2 separate regions of the Mus musculus genome follow, and region 2 is linked to region 1. A link is a contact called in public HiChIP or PLAC-seq data. All regions are on one chromosome and are shown on one strand. The core of a region is the stretch at or near the end of the contact, and the rest is flanking DNA. Distances in the headings are between cores, read along the strand shown. Region 1 overlaps Gm5432 (a long non-coding RNA gene). Region 2 overlaps Gm36235 (a long non-coding RNA gene).

Evidence for each region. HiChIP or PLAC-seq counts read pairs in DNA pulled down with a chosen protein or histone mark.
Region 2: a contact with region 1 is called in an H3K27ac HiChIP or PLAC-seq map of embryonic fibroblasts, with 27 read pairs. The contact joins two enhancer-like sites. A contact is called at or near these places in 14 of 39 promoter capture datasets (the 3T3-L1 cell line, 3T3-L1-derived adipocytes, the C10 cell line and 9 more), 1 of 15 datasets of contacts at CTCF or cohesin (CD8 T cells), 18 of 484 Hi-C or Micro-C datasets (B cells, the C10 cell line, the C2C12 cell line and 11 more) and 5 of 115 datasets of contacts at active chromatin or transcription factors (CD8 T cells, double positive thymocytes, effector CD8 T cells and 2 more).

Annotation. Positions count from the first base shown.
Region 1 is chr12:15,831,436-15,834,191 of GRCm38.p6, reverse strand. It overlaps Gm5432 (a long non-coding RNA gene), which reads right to left. Exons shown (of 3, transcript XR_001780551.2): 2 at 1,155-1,547. Among named protein-coding and RNA genes, the nearest start is that of Gm5432, 16 kb to the right of the region's middle. Within about 2 kb of position 1,346, at least 46 of the 459 cell types and tissues checked have an H3K27ac peak or open chromatin away from gene starts, as enhancers often do. A contact at or near this core is called in the C2C12 cell line and embryonic fibroblasts, where this site is marked.
Region 2 is chr12:16,005,490-16,008,245 of GRCm38.p6, reverse strand. Gm36235 (a long non-coding RNA gene) reads left to right here. Exons shown (of 8, transcript XR_872507.1): 2 at 1,004-1,109. Among named protein-coding and RNA genes, the nearest start is that of Gm36235, 8.7 kb to the left of the region's middle. Within about 2 kb of position 1,360, at least 73 of the 459 cell types and tissues checked have an H3K27ac peak or open chromatin away from gene starts, as enhancers often do. A contact at or near this core is called in the C2C12 cell line and embryonic fibroblasts, where this site is marked.

The DNA.
Region 1 (2,756 bases), core at 97-2,596:
CCTCTGAGACTTTGGCTCATCATGGGGTATTTCTCTCATATTTTGGTCCTCAGTGGGCTTCAGTGACCCTGTTTTCTTTTTGACATTTAGACTGTGAGGTTAAGGCCTGCTGCTTTTATTGACCTTCAGGTGTCTTTTTTGTTTGTCTTATTTTTTATTACTTCCTTTATTTATTTATTTATTTTGAGAATTCTGTGCATAGATATGCATATACAATTTAAATGGAATTTCCTTATCTGGATTGACAACGACCCCTCTGAGACCCAAAGATCATGTAATGACGTTTTTACCTCAACATCAGGCATGTGAAGCCCTCCTTTGCATTGTTGGTGAGAACGTCTAAGAGACTCCCAAAACATAGAGCCTATTGTTATTGGCCTTGGTTGCCTCTCAGAGGTGTAAGGTAAGTCCCTATTGCTGAAGGTATCATGCACTTCAGATGTAGGACCCAGGGTTACCTGAGCTGGAACTAAGCCAAATGCCTTTCCCTAGAAACTAGTTTTCATGGTACCAGACAACGCCATGCAAGCTGCCAAGGGAAAGAAACAGCCAACAGTCCTACCCAGCCGTGTTGACTATGAACCACAGCCATGCTCAGCATGGTAAAATAGCCCTAAGGATGCAGCAGTTCTCTAACTGGGCCTAAGATCCTTTTTTTGTTTTTGGTTTTTCGAGACAGGGTTTCTCTGTGTAGCCCTGGATGTCCTGGAACTCACTTTGTAGACCAGGCTGGCCTTGCTTCCCGAGTGCTGGAATTTAAAGGCGTGTGCCACCATGCCCGGCTGGGCCTAAGAGCCTTAAACAAGAAGAAAACCAAGTCTTACAAGTATCTTAATTTCCCTTACTCGTTTTCTGTGACTAGGAGGCATGCATCTCATACTTGAACTTTACCTGAAGCTGGGAATGGTGGCTTGCTGCAAATTTGCAGTCAGCCTTGCCTGTACATGAGATCCAGGCCAGCCTAGGTTCCAGACTGAGAGTCAGTCTCAGAAGGAAAGCTGGTCCTTAGTAAGATTCTGGCTAATCAGAATATGAACACTGACACAACCTCAATACTCAAGGTCTCTTTTGAAATGTACAAGGATCAGAAGTCAGCCTGGGGGTGGGGTCGGGGTTCTGCACGCCTCTCCTGAGAAGACCGGGGACCAGCTCACCTGTGTCTCCAGCCAGGATGATAGACACGCACCGCAGAAAGCGCCTCTTCTCCCATTGTGGGCCCGCTTTCCTCTATGGAGTCAGCTCTCCTGAGCTGTGAACCACAGCCATTTCTGCAAGCTTTGGAGCCTGCGGGCTGAGGACATGAATGAACTGAGTCATTCCACAGAGCTTCATTAATTTTAAGGCAGTTTAAGATATCTGAGTCACAGGCTTCAGTCATTTAGACTTTCCCAGCTGCCACTGTGCTTGCCCACACACGTTTCTCTTCAAAGATTGCATCTGTGGCTAGATGTGTGGCACTGCCCACTCTCCATCAGTTTCTGAGAGAAATCAACCTCAGAGATGGATGCAAGGGTGACAAGATATCCATTTGCCGTGTGCATCTTAGCCTGCAGGAGGGTTTAATGAAATTAGCAGTCAGTTGTCTTCATTCACATTCATTCCACCACAGACATGTGAAATTCCAAATTCTATACCCAACATAATATTGTACCCAGCCTCCCAAGGAAGCTCAGCTATGCCATATGGTGACTCCACTCACTACACAATATTTAGCAACTTGGTGAACAAGGAATGAATCATATCTTAACCATCTTGGCCAAATATTGTTTTATATAGCAACAGTATTAGTAATATATATGTTTTACTAAAAAAAAAAAAAAAAAAAAAAAAAAAAAAAAAAAACAGTAGTACTTCCTGCTACGCCCACTGAAAATTAAGAACTAGACCTCACTGGAAGTAGACTGCACAATAAAAGAGTTCTTGCTCATTAGCAATCTTCAGTTCAACACTGCACTATACATACGATACTCATTAGCAATCTTCAGTTCAACATTGCACTGTACATATGATACATTCAGAATGTCTGCTTTTTCTTTTCCTCCAGAGCAGCTGCTAGGATTGAGCAATAGTCTCCCAGGGTAACAGAGCAAGGAATCCTGGGGCATTTCCCTGATTCTGAAAAACAAAGAACTTGTAGCCACAAGGAGAGGAGTCCTGAAGCTCTCTCCTTCCTACTAGAGAGAATCCCTTATAATCCCAGGAAAACAAAAGCCTTATCCAGTCTCTGTTGGGGGAAGGTGTCCTGTGGGGACTGGGTGACCACTTTCCTCCTGGAGCCTCAAGTTTGTCATTCAACAAAGATAATGAAAAAATTGTTAAAACATAATGTTGCAGGCTAAATCCTTGTTGTAGAAGATGTAGGGACTGTCTGGGACACGTACATTCACACACACACACAAACACACACACACACACACACACACACACACACACACACACACACACATAGTTATCATCCCATTCAGTAAACATACAAGTTGACAACTGAAAGATGCTGAGATTGTTGCAATCAAGTGTGATGTGACTCTGGTAGAGCCATATGCTGAGTAGACTATCTCACAAAGAATAGCAGCTCTACAGGAGAGTCCCTGAAGATGCCCAAAATGAAGTGTGAATGATCAAACATAATTAGGGAGGAAAAAATGTTATTTATTCCAGTCAAGAACTTGATCCTTTCTTATTGGAGAATAGAATGTAGTGACATAGAGTTGCAGGGAATAGGCTATCTTTATAGCAATCAAGGAATATGGGATAGC
Region 2 (2,756 bases), core at 111-2,610, 170 kb before region 1:
GTTCACCAATAATAATTCTCCAGGGCCACTAGTCTTAAGTCAGTGGGTCCCAGAGTTGTCAAAAGAACTATCAATAGTCCAAGGAAAAGAAAACAGATGACAGGGCTTGGAAATATTTTAACTGTCCTCTGTAAATGGTGGTTTCACATATGCAGGGGCAAATATAGCATGGCAGCCATGGTTTGCTTTATATCAAAAACTTTCTTTGGTTTTGTAGGGCTTGGGATTCTCTTTTCAAACTTGTTCTGCTCTGGAAATGCCACTCCTCTTGTTTGGCCATGATGTGCTTTCCTCCTCTCCTTCCTGTTAGGTATTGCATTAAGACAAAAGGAATTTAATGCCCAATTCTCCATCTCTAGCTCTGTGACTGACTTTAGGGGAAGCTCAGCCTGGGCAGGTACTACATCTCCACCCCAACGGAAAGAATCAGCCTCAAGACCTTTCTATCCAATCACGATGTTCTTCCCAAGGACAGGAGTCCTGCATGGCTGTCTATGCAGTAATGAAGAACAAGAGCCAAGGCTCATGTATTGGGGAAGTCACAGACTTTGTGGCTGGAGACCCAGAATGGTATCCAGGGGAATTGGGAAGGTTCCTTTAACTATCTAAAGAACACATTCCTCATTTTCAAAATTAAAGCAATGGAGCCTTCTCAGGATGTTGCTTTGAAAAATGTATAGAATATCTTGTTAACCCCTGGACCACAGAAGAATTCAATACATACTAGTTAGCATTTTTATAGACAGAGCTCATGTGGCATACAGCAGAGTCATCACACAGCACCTATCCGATCTCTAAAAGGATAGATGCATTTAAACCCTATTCAAATTCAACAAGTTTACTTACAATTTCTTTTAACTTCAGCAAACAATGAAGCTGTTATTATTTCTATGTTAGATGTGAGAGAATGAGGGTTAAATGGTATAATTGAAACAATTATTTTCTGGATAATGTATTGGGTATCTTTGACCATTAAGGAGAGTATATAATTACGTTCTTACAGTGTTACTAGAAGGCAACACTGAAGTTGAAAACAATATGGTGTCCTACACCTTCAGTGTCTGTGAAGCTTCAAGACTATTATACTTCCTGGCAGTATGTTCCAGAAGGTATGTTCTGTCCTGTCCATGTAGCATATAGTGTCCTGATGCTGTATTATGAGTCTTTTTAACAACTCAACAACCCATTTCACAGGGAAAGGGAGTGAGGTCCAGAGTCAGAGTACTACTTCAGTCCCACAAGGCTGGTGAGCTTCAATCAAGATCCAATCCCAGACCAGGGTGTCTGCAGTGCTCTGTTGTTCTCCACAACATCACACCACCTCCCACGGTTTCCAGAAATAGAATTAGTAAGCTCAGCATGACTCATGGTCTTCCTCGCCACAAAGTCATCTCAAAAATCTTTGGCTTGGAAACAACTTTGAAGGGTAACACGTCAAGCAAGGATCCTCCCTCCGCTATAGTGAGAGAATTTCTCTTGTGACATCCATCAAGAAACCAGAGGGCACTGGGACACATGCAGGCACACAGAGTTGAATTCATAGAGGGACGCTCACCAAGGTGGGAATGGCATTTAAGTCTACTGATTCGGACCTCACTCGCCACACAGCTAATGGTGCTAAGGCCCAGAGACATTTGTTAGGTATCTTAGAAGTATGCTTTGAATAGCATAGACCCATGTTATTGAGAAGAATGTTCTAGGGCAGAGATGCCAGATCCCAGGGCTACAACTGAAGAACTGAAAAAAAAAATCACACCACCAAACCACAGGACATTCAGCCTCAAAGATTCATTGCTAAACCTCCAACTCACTGTGGCAAGATCTTTTCCTTCCACACTGCTCGCAAACAATTGAAAAGACATGCTCTCAAGTTGTTGCCTCTTTCCTTTCTGTCCAGTCTCCTTGACAAAATGGAACGATCAACTCCAAAGCCTGAATCAGTGAGAGAGCGAGCAATAATCTTAGCCTCTTTTTCATGTCTAACCCTGTAAAGGGGGTATTCTAGTTTTATTTCTGTCACTGTGATAATGTTCCCTGACTAAAAGCAACTTAGAGAAAGAAGAGTTTTATTTTAATTTACAATTTCAGGTTATGTTCAGTAATTTCAAAGTAATCATGGAAGCAGGCATATTAGTTGGCTGGCCCCACCACGTGTAGTCAAGAGCTTGCTTTTGTATGGTCAGCTGCTACTTTCTTTACTGTCACACAGTGCAGGGTCCAGCCTATGAAATGATGTCACCCACATCCAGAGTGGGTCTTTCTATATCAATTAGCAGCCAAGACCCCCTACAGATGTGCCTAGAGTCCAACCTGATCTATACAATTGCTCATGAAGACTGTCTCCCCAGATAATTCTAAGTTGTGTCAAGTTGACAATTAAAACTAACCAACATAGGAAACTTTGCCAGAATTAATCTCCTAGGAGGGCTGGGGGTGAATCATGTACTAAATTTGTCTGTATTACGGGCAAATTGCCACAAGGGGAAAGGTTTTCTATGCGAAGCTACTGGGAAGTGAGATTATTACTTACCTTTGACACAAAATCTCACTGTCCAGCCCAAGCTGGCCTTGAACTCATGACCCATCCTCCTTGATCTTCCAAGTGCTGAGATTCCAAGAGAGAATCAGTGTCCTGTTGACATATAGGGTCTTCACAGTTCATATCACATGTGATGGGTTGTAGAAACTAAGTGGAAAAAAAAATCTTCTATAGGATGTGTTTCCAAGACTGAGTGCACTCTCTTATTCACTCACTG